Regions from separate parts of the Mus musculus genome. Here all the other regions are linked to region 1. Evidence: chromatin contacts called from public HiChIP or PLAC-seq and promoter capture Hi-C data. All regions are on one chromosome and are shown on one strand. The core of a region is the stretch at or near the end of the contact, and the rest is flanking DNA. Distances in the headings are between cores, read along the strand shown. Region 1 holds the start of Marveld3 (MARVEL (membrane-associating) domain containing 3). Region 2 holds the start of Vac14 (Vac14 homolog (S. cerevisiae)). Region 3 overlaps Hydin (HYDIN, axonemal central pair apparatus protein).

Region 1 (4,694 bases), core at 1,526-4,025:
TTTCTGGATGAAGCGGGCCTTTCCACTTCAGTGAGAAGCGGCCACAGGTGGAAGGCACACTCAGGTCATCTGACGCATATTTTTTTCCTTGACTGGTGGCTATTTTAACAACTCAGCAAATTGTAGGTAACTGGTAGTGATATAAAGCAAAACAAAAAAGGTTCTTGTCTATAGACATGCAAATTACATGTTGCTTTTGAAAACTGATTTTTTTTTTTCCTTTTTGGAGGGGAAAAGGTCTTTGTGTGTTCACTTCATTTCACTATCCCCGATGACCTATAAATGAGTCTGTTCTACAAAGTTCTCACTGCATAGCCTTGACTGGCCTGAAACTTGATGTGGCCATGAATTTGACTAGCCAACAGCTGAGACTAACCATGTGCCACCATAGCTGGACTTCATAGTTTGTTTGTTTTTTTAGGACCTGTTGTTACATGTGCCTAGTTCCCTAAATGATCATTGAGTTAAATAAAATTCTGAACACAAGTTCCATGTTCTTTTCTTTTTTTTTTCTTTCTTAAAAAAAAAAAAATCAATTTGAGCATGTCAATGGTGTTTCCTTCTCACCCTCCCCCAAACATCTGACCAGAAGCACCTAGAGAACAGAAGAACAAGCAGAGGTGCTGTTTACTTCGTTTGATTTTTTTCTCAAGTGCATGTGCGTGCTTGCCCACGTGTATGTCTGGGCTCCACATTAGTGCCTGGCGCCCACAGAGGTATCAAATCCCCTGGGACTGGAGTCACAGACAGCTGTGGGCCACATACAGATGCAGGAGATTGAACATGGATCCTCTGGGAAAAGCTGGCCATTTCTCTTAACCCCAGGGCCACCTCTCCAGCCCTGGGGCTGTATTTGGAATTAGACAAAGGCAATAAAATAACATAAGCTAGAAATGAGGAAACCCCTGGCCGCATATTGGACCCTCCATCCACTCTCTTATTTCTTCCTCCTTTGAGTAGCTGGCAGTTCATGAAAGCCTCCACATTCTAGGATCGTCTGTTTTACTTTTTAAAAGTTTTTTTTTTTTTAGTTACATTTTTGCCTATCAAAAGGGGGGGCGGGGGTCAGAGTGGGTCTCCAAGCAGGCACTTCCTTAGAACTCCATTACTTTGAAAAACATGAAGCGTAGCCCACTCTGACCCCTTCCAGCGTCGAACTTACACGGAGATCACAGGCTGGAATTGCAGGTGTGATCACGGGTGATACCTGGCTCGGGTTTTACTCTTGATTTCGGGCTGGAAAGGGATTTCAGAGATTAGTGTTCGGCGTGATGGTGATGGAGCCATGGACCGATGCCGGGGTGAGGAGGGACAGCCACTGGGAGTTTGTGGGGCTCCAGCTCTGCATCTTGTACCCTCGGTGGTGACGTTGACAGAACTTGGCATAGAGCCAGGCAGCAAAGCCTCTGCAGAAGTAGCCAGAGGCCAGTTTATAACATTCTCAAAGTGAGATAACTGCACGGAGGAGCCAAAGACAGTTAACAGCTCTTTTGCCAACGCCCATTCTCCATGGATGAGAGCCTCAGAGGGCGATACTTCCAGCTTCCATAAGAAATGAAATGCCAAGAGCTTTATACAAAGCTCAGGAAAGGCATTGCCTGCGGCCATGACCCTTCCTTAGAGCTCACCAGAGGGTCACCTCTTTGCCCTGCTGGAACATGAGCGTCCAGCCACCACGGTGAGTGCTGTAGACACAGGAGGTGTCACCAGATTCACATATGTGGGGATACAGGAGTCAGTTTCAGTCTCCAACTCGGCCCATCCTTCCTGATTCCTCAATTCTACTCAGAGCAGAGCCTCACGTTGTCTTTCTAGCACGTGTCCTTGTTCCCATCCAGTCTTTACGCAAACTGGAGCACTATCTCTGTCCAAAACGACTTCCCTGCGAACCTCCCGCACCTGCTGAGTCACGTGCTCCTGCTCACTTGCTGACCCCACTAGCAGAGCCAGTTTTCTGGTTTTTAAAAAATGTTCTTGGCAAAATTAAAGGCTACTAATAACGAGTAGAACAGTTCTTTTCTTTTCTTTTTTCTTTTAAGTGTTTTATAAGTTTGGGCTGTAACTTCTCTGAGGAGGGAGAGGACCCGTGGGTGAGAGGCTGGCTGAGCGGGTAGGTGGATGTGTGGCTATCTGACTGTGTGGGTGGATGGCTGAGAAGAAGGGTGGATGATGAGTACGCTCTGGGGAAGCAAACTCAAGACGCTTTGTAAGTTGGTCGACAGGAAATCACCACTACTGGCTTCATTTGGGGGAACTCGTCATAGCTGCTAGGAGTGAGGTCACCCCACCCAAGTTTAGATCAATGGAGTTACCAACTCCTCCCCCTAATGAGCTCTCTATCGAAAAGCTCAAATCCATGCCCGGAACTGTATTAGTGGGTTTAATGATCTTCGTTTGGGGCTGGGAATATAGCTCAGTGGTACCATGCTCACCTAGACATGCAAGGCCCTGGGATTCAAACCCAGTACCATGAAAGTAAAGAAATAAATGATTGGTCTGGCGTCCTAATAGCTCTAGCAAGAGACAGCCTTTGAAGGCTGAGCTGATTTGGTCACATCCTTTTGCCTGCTCCCTGGGCCATTTCCCTTTGATAATCCTATAAAACCTAGGACTGACATCTATTTCAGCAAGAATCCACCTCCCACTCTCCAGCCCTCGTCCACCCCACTCCCACCCCCATCCCCTCTGGCCGCACCACGACTGCCCCCTGGCGGCCAGTGGCAGGTGCGCCCTCTCCGGGCCGCTGGAGGGCAAGTGCGCGTGCGCACAGGTGAGCTGTACCGCCCCGTCCTTGAGCTTGGCCACCTGCCTGGGAAACTTATGGTTGGTTGTCGCCCTCGGATCGTTTCCGGGCGGGGACAGGAATCCGGCCATGAAAAATACTTCGGGGCACCGTGAGCCCCGGACCCGTCCTAGAGAAAGAGACCCGGACCGGCGCCCGCACCCGGACCGAGACCACCACGTCGAGCGGTCGCGGGACCGAGGCGGGGACAGGCACAGGGAGAGGAACGGTGACGTGAGAGGAAACGGGGACCGTCGGGCGGGCCGGGAACAGAGAACGGACCGAGACCAGCGCCAGGACAGACACAGGGACGCGGGCCATCGCGCATCCGAACAAAGAGCCTTGGAGAAGTCCCGTCAAAGCCGTGCGCGGCCCGAGCCCTGGGGACCCAGTTGGGACGCAGCCCCGACTCCGGGACCCGCACCCTGGGGGCCCCCAGAGCTGTCGCAGAAGCATGGCCTCGGGCGCCGCGGGTTGGAGAGGTGAGGGGTGCACCTGCTAGGGACCAGGGACCGCCGAGGGTGGAGGAGAGATGACATAAAAGAAAAAGTGGGAAAGCCCGAGAACCAGAGGAAGGAGGAGAGTTTCAGGACTGAAACTGGAACGGTTTAGAAGGCTAGGTAGGTGGGGCTAGCCGGAGGGCCACAGACTCTTAAGTCTTGTTCCCTAGCCTTCCCTCTATACCTTTCAAAGTCCAGCTTCCAGGTTGGGGGGGGGGCTGAATAAAGTTAGCCCAACGAAGAGTTAATAGTTGGACTCGCTCTTCCTGACAAGGCTATGTATGCGCAGCAGACTGCTAGCAGAAGCCGCCGTTTTAAACACGAAACTAAGCCCACCTAAACGTTCATTCTCCGGTGATGTGTAACAAAGTCAGTGAGGTCTTTCTCAGCAGCTTGTTTCAGACCGTAGGTTTGTTTAAACCCCACCCTCATGAATAGACGAACTTGGTCTGTAGGTCCCGAAATTCCCCTGTGTCTTTGAAGGTTTTGTGAATGAGGGTGGAAAGGACTAGCAGGGGACCGGTCGTCATACCCCCTCCTAGAGACTCAGCGCGCCATCCAGTTGCACAGATGTGGAACCAGGCTCTGGGGACTGGGTAAATAGAATAAAATAGGTGTCCCTGAGGGCAAAAAGTGTGTGTGTGTGTGTGTGTGTGTGTGTGTGTGTGTGTGTGTGTGTGTGTGGTTGTCAAAACTGTGCATTCTTTTCCCTGGAGACAACTCTTCTAGCTGATGATCCCCAGCCTCTGCCATTAGACTTGGAGCCTCTGCCATTAGACTTCCACACATCAGGGAAAGCTGCTATCATGAGTTTATGTTACATTATCTAAAGCCAACTCACCTCGCGAAAGCTGCGCCCAGATTTGGGCTGCTCTTTCGGTCTTTGACACTAGCTATTGTTTCCCTGGCTGCACCCATCTTGGACTGCAACCACAGGAGTAGAAAAACAAGAGGTACATTTGTGCGTTTCCTCTTAAAACCAGAGTCCTCATTACCCCGCCTCACCCCAGAGTGAATAAAAGACATGCAATTGTTCGTGGCTTATTTAAAGGTTTGAGGCCAAAGGGCAGCTTCTCTCTGTCTGCTCTCCTCCTAAGCATTTATTGGAGGGAGGGAATGCAGGGACCCGCATGCAGTAACTTACTGTCAGCGTTCAGAGACTGACTGGCAGTGAAAACAGCCACCAGAGGCTCAGGATGCCAAGGAAGGTGACCTAGAGCTGAGTTCTGTGGAAGGAAGACAGAAGACAGTAGAAGGCGATTCAAGTAGAAAAACCGCTTCCTCTGTGCCCCAGAAGCCTGGGTTCTTTAGTGGTGAAGGGCAGCTCACTGCGGCTGGCTCGGTACGCCTAGGTCGTAAGTGTGCACAGTACCAGAGTCTCCTGTGTGCTGATGAAAGGTTTAAAGATTTCA
Region 2 (4,694 bases), core at 1,282-3,781, 660 kb before region 1:
GCCACTTTTGAGAAGCAAGTTCCTTAGGCTACAATGTTACTCTCCTATCAAAACTGCAAAACTATTGTTCCTGTGTACAAGTGTCAAATGCCACTAGGCACTCACTGTGTTAAGAGAAGAGGATAAATCAAATGTTTTTTCTCTTAAGGAGGCCATAGTCCCTTACCACCCTAGGAATTTTCTCTGAATTTTACAAATCAAGGGCAATGTCTAATACAAAACAAACTGGGTTAACAACTAAGCCCCTACACGACCACCTGCAGAGAAGTCTTCCACAGACTGACCGGAAGCAGCTATGCTGTGAACACCTCTGTTCAAGGACCTAACAGATGACTCAAGCCAGGATAAAAGCAGATACTTCTGTGACGCTGAGTGGGTGGCAAAAAACTGGTGTCAGTGTGCCACTGTCTGAATCTTAACCGTTTCTCAAAGGCCCGTGTATGCACGGTGTAGGTAGCCCTCTGTCTGGTTCATTCGGAGTTGACAGAGTTTGAGAGTTAGGCTTATTGAGAGCTCCTTTTGGTGTGTGCCCTTGAAGGGCTTCATCATGCCCAAAAGCTACAGGTCCAACTGACCACATACTACCCTGTCCATTTAAATCTCGAGTGTTTGATACAGCAATGAAAACCTAATATACACTGCAACTTCACAAAACCAACAGAACTCACGGACACACAATCATACCTAGACACTATCTTTGGGTCACACTATTCGGCATGACAACAGAACTGTGCTAAGCACTGCAATGCAAGGCAGTAAACAGAAAAGAGGGGAAAAAAAGGCGGCGGCTGAGGAAAGAAACCGCTAGCGTGAGTACTGCAAACAAATGGAAGGGTCTTCTTACCTAAGCCCAAAGCCATTAGTCTAGGGCAAAGCAATTGTTCTCAACTAGTGTGATTTTGATTCTTTAAGGGACATTTGGCAAAGTCTGATGACAATTTGGGTTGTCACAACTGATGGAGTACTACTGGCATCTAGTGGGTAAAGGGCAGAGGTACTACTAAAAAAAAAAAAAAAAATCACACAAGCTACAGAACTGCCCATCACAACCAAGTATTGTGCTTCCCAAATATCAACAGCACCGAGGTTAAAAAACTTTGAGTAAAGAGTCTATCCTAGTCAATGAGTGAGCACCACTCCATAGCTTAGGGCTGGCCATGTGACCATTGTACAATGACTGAAATGTTCTCTAGTCTGCACTGTGCAGCTGTAGTGGTTGGCTCCTGAACACCCAGATTATGGGTAGTGAAACTGACGTGCTGAATTTACAATTTGTACTGATTCATTACTTTGTTGTTGTTGTTGAGACTGGATCTAGCCCCGTGACCAATGCTAATCTCAAACGAGTACAGTATTTCTGCCCGAGCCTTCCAAGTGCCAAATCTCAAGCCTGTGTCACTACTCTGGTTAACTTAAATTTACATAGACACATATGGTCCGCTGTTACCAAGTTGGATGTCTTAACTCCTAATGTTTTTCTAGTTTTACAGGCTGCTGCTTTCTACTCTTCTGAAACCACCTACTCAACTGACTGTTACTAAGATTTGGCTGGGGGAAAAACACGTGCTCTCTCACATACTCAGCAAAACATTACCGAATTAAACATTCCCTATTTCGAACACCTGGAAACACCAGTGCACTATTACACACACGTATACTATTGCAGAAGCGGGGAAGGGCAAATCTTCCCATTTTCACTTGCAAGGGAGGGTGGCCTGACAATCTTCTGAGCATTGGATCACGTGCTTTGACCTATTTCTACACTTGGCCACTTCAGAAGCTGCAAAGAGAAGGCGGGACACCATAAGCAAATTCTCCACCTCCTCAGAGAGGCCACTCTCCGATCTAGCTGGCTTTTGACTGAGGCCACACTGAATGTGTCAGGTACTGCGCTAGGTTCTGCACATACCTTAAGTCAATTCATTTTCACTGCTATCTGGGAGCACCAGGAGGTTAAGACTAGCAAAGATAGGGCTCTTGGATTTCCCGCTCTAAAGCAATGTGCTAAGAGCTGAAACCGGAGAGGTCAATACCGAACCCTCGCCGCGGGCAAGCAGAACCGCTAGGCGCTGCAAAGCCAGGGCGGGGTCCCAGGAGCTCTTACTTCTCGATCTCCAGCGCTGCAACCTTCCGCTTTTCGTAGAGTTTATCATTCAGGGCCCTTACGATGTTGGGAGTGAGCGGCGCAAAATCCTTCTCTGGGTTCATGGTGGCAGCTCGCGCTGCGCCTGGGAGCCTCCAGACACCTTAGCCCGAGGTTGCCTGGGCCGTGCCAGGGCCGGGGGAGTGTGCGGCTCCGCGCGGACACCGGAGCCTGCTCATGGGCTATGCCGCCCAGGGCCCGCCTGCCTCGTCCCGCCGCCACGCGCCGCCTCGGGTCCCCCTGCTCCGACCCTGCTCTCCCACGCGCGACCCGGTCCGCCCCACGGCTCACGCGACCAGCTCCCGCCAGGAACCGGCAACGCTCACTGGGCCGCGGCCATGTTACTCAGGTCACGTGACGCCGCGAGCACTTCCGCCTTCCGCCGACCGAAGGTTCCGCCCCCCCAGGCCACGCCCTCTCGTGCTTGCTGCAGCGGATTGGCCACACTTGTCAGGGATCCACCCCACTCTTCACCTGCTGCTGGCTTCGGTGCGGGTTTTTGCTGAGAGTGAAGAGCAGGTGGTGGGAGCCGTTTCAGGCTCACTGCCAGAGCTTTGCGCAGAGCGGGGGGCTTCTGGAAACAGTTTATAGAGGGAGCCTAACTCAAATTTAATTTATGCATTAATTCTTTGGTCACTTAACAGTCACTTTCGCGTATGCCAACGTTTCCACCATTTTCACCATATCTTAACCATCTGTCTGATTTTACATTTTATTTCTGCGTGTGTGCATGCACCAACGAGCGCCTTTGGAGGCCATAGGGCAACTTGGGAGGGAGTCGGATCTCCCCACCCACTCACCATGTGGGGGTCCCAGGATTGAGCTCCAGTCCGCCAGGTTTGGCGGCAGATGCCTTTGTCTGCTGAGCCACCCCTCTAATCCAATTATTATTTTAGAGACAGGGTCTCAAACTCTCTCTATAGCTGAGGATAGCCTTGAAATCTCGATTCTCATGCCTTTATCTGCTGAGTGCAGGGATTACAGGCAAGCGTCACTACAGTTGATCTTATGTGGTGCTGGGCGTGGAACCCCGGGTCTGGTCAAGTCTACCAACTGAGTCAAACCCTCAGATTGTATTTAATACACATGTGCTACTCAGATGTGTGTGTACATATGTATGGAGATCCGAGGTCAGGTGTCCTCTTTTTTTTTTTTTTTTTGTTTGTCTGTCTGTCTGTTTGTTTTTTCGAGACAGGGTTTCTCTGTGTAGCCCCGGCTGTCCTGGAAGACCAGGCTGGCCTTGAACTCAGAAATCCTCCTGTCTCTGCCTCCCAAGTGCTGGGATTAAAGGCGTGAGCCCCCATGCCGGGCAAGGTGTCCTCTTTTGCTCTTATTTTTCCACCCTTATTGAGACAAGGTCTTATGTGTCCTAGGCTGGACTCTATGCATAGTGATTAAAAAAAAAAAGTCCTGGCTAATTTTTATGTCAACTTGATACAAGCTAGAATCATCTGAGAGGAGGAAGCCTCAATTGAGAAAATGCCTCCATTAAGATTGGGCTGTAGGCGAGCCTGTAAGGCATTTTCCTAATTAGTGATTGATGTGAGAGGGTCCTGCCCACCATGGGTGGGTCCACACTAGGCAGAGGTTGCTGGATTCTATAAGAAAGTAGGCTGAGCAAGCTTTAAGGAGAAAGCCGGTAAGTAGCATTCCTCCATGGCCTCTGCATCAGCTCCTGCCTCTATGTTCTTACTTTGAATTCCTTCAGCGATATAAGCTATATGGCGAAATGAACCATTTCCTCCCCCAAGTTACTTTTGGTTTTGGTGTTTTTATCACAGTAGTAAAAACCTTAATAAGATAATAACTGAAAGGTTAGGTTCCTCAGGCCTCCACCTTCCTTATTGCTGGGATGACAGGCGTGGGCTACCACACTGGGTTTATGTGGTGCTGAGGACAGAGTGGGAGGCTTTGTGCATGCTAGTCACCTAACTGAGCTACACGCCCAGTCCCGACCTTTTCTGTAATGAGATCTTTCACTGAACCTGAAACTCATGGATTTGGCTGGGGGGCTGACCAGGGAGCCCTAACTGGCCCGTTTCCACCTCCCTCACCTCCCAGTGCTACAGTTAGAGACCACAAGCTCCGCCTGACCAGGTGTTTAAGTGGGTACAAGGAATTTCAAGACAGGTCTTTGGGCATGTGTGGCTAACACCCTACAGGTTAAACCAACTCTCTGGTCCCTCGAATCTATTTCCTTTTAAAAGAAATCTTAAACTTTCACCTCATCCTTGCTTGTGCCCTGAAGTGAAAGATTAAAATGTTTCTTAAGACATATTAAAATATTAGCCATTTAAAAGTGGTATTATCATCCCCTTGGCAATGGGCAGAAAGATACCTTGTTGGTGTTGTTTTTAGTCAGGGGGGCAAAACAGATGGCAGTTCCTTATTCATCCTGGTTTGATCCTGGTTTGGTGTCCAAAGTTGTTTCAGTCCTCTGTGAGGTGGCTCAGGGAGCGTGATACCTTCCCCCGACCTTGCCTCTTTGCCACCCTTGGCAACTGGAAGAGCTGGCCCATCTGGGGTCATGAGAGCAGGTGACCTGGCCCTA
Region 3 (4,694 bases), core at 787-3,286, 560 kb before region 1:
ACTGAGACAAGAACTTGAGAACTGTCTCTGTGAGGGAGCTGCGTGCGTGAGCTGATTTGGGAGCACACGGGAGTTCAGCGTGTATGGAATCTGGTAAGCAATGGTGGTGGTGGAATATTGGAAGGCAGGTGGATGTCTGGATGGGACTGGTGAAGGAGATCAGGGGCGACTGAGACAGAGGAAGTGGTCCTTGGAGGAAACAGAGAAGGGGATCTGAAGAGTGAGTTAGGAGCTGGAGGGGGCATGGTGGTGCACGCCTTTAATCCCAGCACTCGGGAGGCAGAGGCAGGTGGATTTTTGAGTTTGAGGCCAGCCTGGTCTACAAAGTGAGGTCCAAGACAGCCAGGGCTATACAGAGAAACCCTGTCTGGAAAAACCAAAAACCCAAAAAACCAAAAAACCAAAAAAAAAAAAAAAAAAAAAAAAAAGGAGGGCAAGGACCATGGATTTAACCCCTGAATTGAATAAGAGGGAGAGGGATGGGAACCAGTGCACATGTATAGATGGGTAGAGTGATCAGCTCAGAATCTGTCTCCAATTCATTTGGGTCTTGTCATGTTGAGCAGTGCAGGGTTGTGTGTGCTTTTGTGTGAGCTCGTGCACATGTATACATGTGGTATACAGGTTCTGATTTCTACTCTGACTTCTTTTAGGGTTACTGTTTACTGAGAGAGAGAGAGAGAGAGAGAGAGAGAGAGAGAGAGAGAGAGAGAGCTAGAGTCAGAACTGGGATTTTCTGCTGTCCCCAAAACATTCTAAAAGTCTTTACTTCTAGATTGATAGAAGGAAAACAAGCAAAACTTACCATGATGCCCTATTTTTAACAAATACGAGCATCGGTGTAAAGAATGTCATAGCTCTCAGGGAAGAGGGTTAAAGGCTGGGGCTCCCAAAGAAAACGAGCCAGGGGCTCCAGCTCACAAGGTACTATGAACACAAAACGCACTTATAGGGGAGGTGCAGATAAAAGACCTTGTTGGGCACCAGTTTAGCCCCTGAGATGCTCCGTCCACCTGTAGGTGTCTTCTCCAGGGCGGACATTGCTCCATTCACCTGTCCCATCTATATTCTGGTCTCCATTCCTGTTAGGAGCTAAATCTTTACTTAACCTGCATTCCTAATTTAATGCTCGGCTTTCTTTTTATGAAGTTCTATGAGCCTGTTGTATCTCCTCTCTATAAGGATCTTCAGCTATCTCTGTCCACCTTAGATACCTACTATGAAACACCTGGTGCCTAGGCAGCGTGATTCCAAGACTGAGGGTCTGAAGACCCTCAGATCTTCCCGTTCCCCCTCCATGTCCTCTAATTCTTTCTTTACTTTGGCTGGCCTCCTCTTACTGACGCCACCTGAACTGCCTTGTACCTAGTTCTGAGCATACCCTTCCTCTGCTCCAACGACAACTTCTTGTTTCTCTGTCTCTGAATGAGGCCTGCCAGGGGCCACTTGGGGGAACTAGTAAAACTGTGAACTTGAGGTTCTAGTCTTAGTTGGGCCGTCGGCATTCTCAACTCTCTCTTTATGCAGCACCAGTTTCGGGTCCCGTTGTGACAGTGGAGATATTTGTGTTCTACCAGTCCCCTGTAGGGAAGGCAGCCTCTAACCCCAAACTCCTCACTGCCTCCTATAAAAGACCATACCTCCTATACACATACATACAAGAGTGATAGGGTAAGATTTCCCCAACTTCCACCCTCCATCTCACATCTCCTATCCTTAGCTGTATCTTTTTCTTCTTTTGAACCTTTATGGATCCCAGAGGGAGTTATCTTTTAACTGATCAACCCTTTTCCTTTTCTCTTGGGATCTCATCTCTTCCTGTGTGGACCTTACATTTTGCAAGAGTACCATCCACCCATGCTTCCTGCTCTTTAAGAAGACGATAATATGGTCTATTCTGAGCAGAACACGTGGCTTGGGAACATAGACGTTACCATGGGTGACAAGTCCCCTGGGGCTGCATTCATTTCAGGCCTGCTTCCTACTTTTGCCTTTGTTTCTCTCCCAGTGACCACACACTTGACCTTGGGCGTGGTCCCTGGCAAGTCCTTCCAGCCCTTCCGCTCACATCTCAAGGGCTGATACTCACTGGCCCTCACTCTCTACCCACTGCTCATTCCTTGATTTCATTGGATGTCTCTGCCTTTAGCACGGCGTTTTTGCCAAGATGGCAGTTTACATTCCCCAGCATGTGGCTGGGGCCAAATGACTTCTTTATGACCTACACCGACTTTCCCTACAGCCCAGCACCACTTATTTTAATAGGACAATCCTTTATGTTCCTCTTGTACTGTTTGAGTCATAGGAGATTATTATTATTATTATTATGAGATTCTAAAAGGTTCAACCGAATTTCTCTTGTGGCTATCTCCTGTCACCGTTTTGCTCCAGGCAATTTGTGAGCATGATCGGCTTCCTCGTCGACTCGCCACTACTGCGGCTTGAGTGGGAGACCTTCCTTTTGTCACTGTCATCCCTCTGGGATCCAGTGCGGTGCCAGTAATAGAATAGTGCTTACTGGGTACCAGGTGGCTGTGTACTAGTTTCTGAAGGAGTGGTGTAGGGCAGCCACGGGGTGCTGGCCTGGCCGCAGGATGCTGTGAAGGGGGAGGAAGGATTCCCAACCCTCTTTCCAGGGATCCCTGCGTACCTGTACCTGCGGTGTTTCGGATTGGTGCTGGTGATGCTGCTTCTGAGACCCAGTAAAGTGGCTGTCCGCCTTGCCTTTGGGGAGCATCACACTCCCGCGCACGGTCTTCGGAACTTTGTATTCCTGGGTTATTAGAGTGAGCTCTGAGGTAAACCTGCCCAAGTTCTCAGTGCTTAGTCGTGCTGGTACCACAGTATTTTGGGTCATTGAAGACTCATGAGCTGCTGGAAGAAGGTGGGGTTTCAGTAAAAGTCACCATATGAAGGAAAGGACAGTGGGGGACAATACACTGCAGCCTATGTTACTCTCTTACAGAATACTGAGCAATCTTCATATACAGCTGACTGACCTGGGCGGGAAGAAGAGGCTCCACCCACTGAGTATCAGAGGATGGCTCCCCTGGGGTCCTGAGCTCTTTTGTGCCTGCATCAGTTACTTTTAATTTTTAATAGTTGTGATAAAATACTATGACCAAAGGCAATTTTATAGACTTTTAGTTTTTATTTTGGTCCCTACCAACTGGGACCAAATATTCAAATATTTGAGCTGTGTGTGTGTGTGTGTGTGTGTGTGTGTGTGTGTGTGTTAGGTCATTTCTCATTCAAACTACCATATTGCCCATCTTTTCTATAGCTCTTATAACCGTCTGTGCCCATTTTCTTTCTTGGCCCAGAAGCCAAGGGTTTCTTAAGTTGCGTGTGCACTAAGGCCTTGCCTTGACAATCTGACCCTTAACCTTCTGAGCTTTTGGGCAGTGGTAAGGTCGAGGAGCAGATAGGGCAGAGTTTTTTCTGCCCTCAGCAGAACCAACTCTAATGAAGAATGAATTAAACAAGAAGTATGTGGTTATTAGCAAATGGGACCTTCACTCATGCAGTTATTTTCTCCGTTTTGTTCCTGATTCTCCTTCCAAGCAGACTGCTACCTTCTCAGCTCCCTCTTGAAATAACCCACTTTCTAAAATTTCAGTTAAAATCTACTTAGATAAGCACTTGCTAGAGTGCCTTTGTGCCAGCCCTGAGCCTCAGAGTCGTCTTATGGCCCCCTTGCTTGACATATTTGCCCTGTCTCATTGTGCCCCCTGGGATTCTGACTTCAAAGATGGGCTGGGCACCCCTGAAGGAGACCAGGGGTGGAGGACACATTCTTTGTCTCATAAGCCAAGCAACATCAGTGGTCCTCTAGGTCTCGGGGAGACTCGGCCTCAATGCTCCTGCCAATCATCTCAGCGTATAACTCTCCAGGGCTCCCTCATAGCTACAGTTCCCCGCTGGCTTATCGTTTCCTGCAATTCCCTTCTCCCCTCTCCCAGTATTTGGGGCTATGTACAGAAAAGCCACACTGCACCTGCTGGAGGACTAGGGACGCCTAACTCCCTAGTGGAAAAAGTCACAGCTGAGTTCTACAGCAGTTATGAAGGGTGCTAGTCTTCTAACTTACCAGACTCTCCACCAGGCCCCTCACCAGGCCCAACATCTCTGCTTTGCTCCCCTCAGCTTCCTCAGAAGCACTGGCCACTAGCATCTCCCCTCAGTCTCGACCATTTTTCACTATGGACTCTGGCTCTCCTGCCTGCTCTGTGATCCACTGATCATACAGTCTCTTTACAGTGTCCATGAGCCTCTAGCTGTTTCTCTTCTGTCACACCCTCCATATTTCAATAAGAGCAGCTAGACACAACCATAACAAAAGTTTTCATTTGAATACATAACTTCCTTCTTTTTTTCCTTTCTTCCTCTGTTTTCCTTTCTTCTTTCTTTCGTCATTGTCCCTCTTCTGTGCCCTGTCATCATTTTGCCCCGTCCCCTTCGCTGCTCAATTTTTCTGAACAATGATCCAAACCACTGCTGTCACAATGATGTATGTAATTTAAAAAAATTTCCAGTAGCACATAAAAATAAAATAAAATCAACTACAGTGGTATATTTTATATAACCTATTACATGAGGATGGATAGGTCAATAGCTAAGCCAAGCATAAAAACTGTGAAATAGATAAATAGCACAAAATGAAATAAAGTGAGAACAGTATGTTTACTAGAGCA

The links. Promoter capture Hi-C pulls out the DNA fragments that hold promoters and counts their contacts. HiChIP or PLAC-seq counts read pairs in DNA pulled down with a chosen protein or histone mark.
Region 2: an H3K4me3 HiChIP or PLAC-seq map of forebrain shows a contact between it and region 1, with 12 times the contacts expected there. The contact joins the promoter of Vac14 here to the promoter of Marveld3 in region 1. A contact is called at or near these places in 8 of 39 promoter capture datasets (the 3T3-L1 cell line, cranial neural crest, embryonic stem cells and 4 more), 7 of 484 Hi-C or Micro-C datasets (B cells, the N1E-115 cell line, Th1 cells and 3 more) and 7 of 115 datasets of contacts at active chromatin or transcription factors (astrocytes, embryonic forebrain, embryonic stem cells and 2 more).
Region 3: a promoter capture Hi-C map of embryonic stem cells shows a contact between it and region 1, with 2.9 times the contacts expected there. The contact joins the enhancer-like site here to the promoter of Marveld3 in region 1. A contact is called at or near these places in 4 of 39 promoter capture datasets (cranial neural crest, embryonic stem cells, hippocampal neurons and 1 more) and 2 of 115 datasets of contacts at active chromatin or transcription factors (embryonic stem cells and stem cell-derived neural progenitor cells).

The regions. Positions count from the first base shown.
Region 1 is chr8:109,960,286-109,964,979 of GRCm38.p6, reverse strand. Marveld3 (MARVEL (membrane-associating) domain containing 3) reads left to right here and starts at 2,775. Exons shown (of 3, transcript NM_212447.2): 1 at 2,775-3,264. The coding sequence starts at 2,873.
Region 2 is chr8:110,616,404-110,621,097 of GRCm38.p6, reverse strand. It overlaps Vac14 (Vac14 homolog (S. cerevisiae)), which reads right to left and starts at 2,531. Exons shown (of 19, transcript NM_146216.3): 1 at 2,105-2,531. The coding sequence starts at 2,208.
Region 3 is chr8:110,517,258-110,521,951 of GRCm38.p6, reverse strand. It overlaps Hydin (HYDIN, axonemal central pair apparatus protein), which reads right to left. Exons shown (of 87, transcript NM_172916.2): 42 at 2,651-2,871. Among named protein-coding and RNA genes, the nearest start is that of Gm21283, 17 kb to the right of the region's middle. Within about 2 kb of position 2,036, at least 8 of the 459 cell types and tissues checked have an H3K27ac peak or open chromatin away from gene starts, as enhancers often do. A contact at or near this core is called in embryonic stem cells, where this site is marked.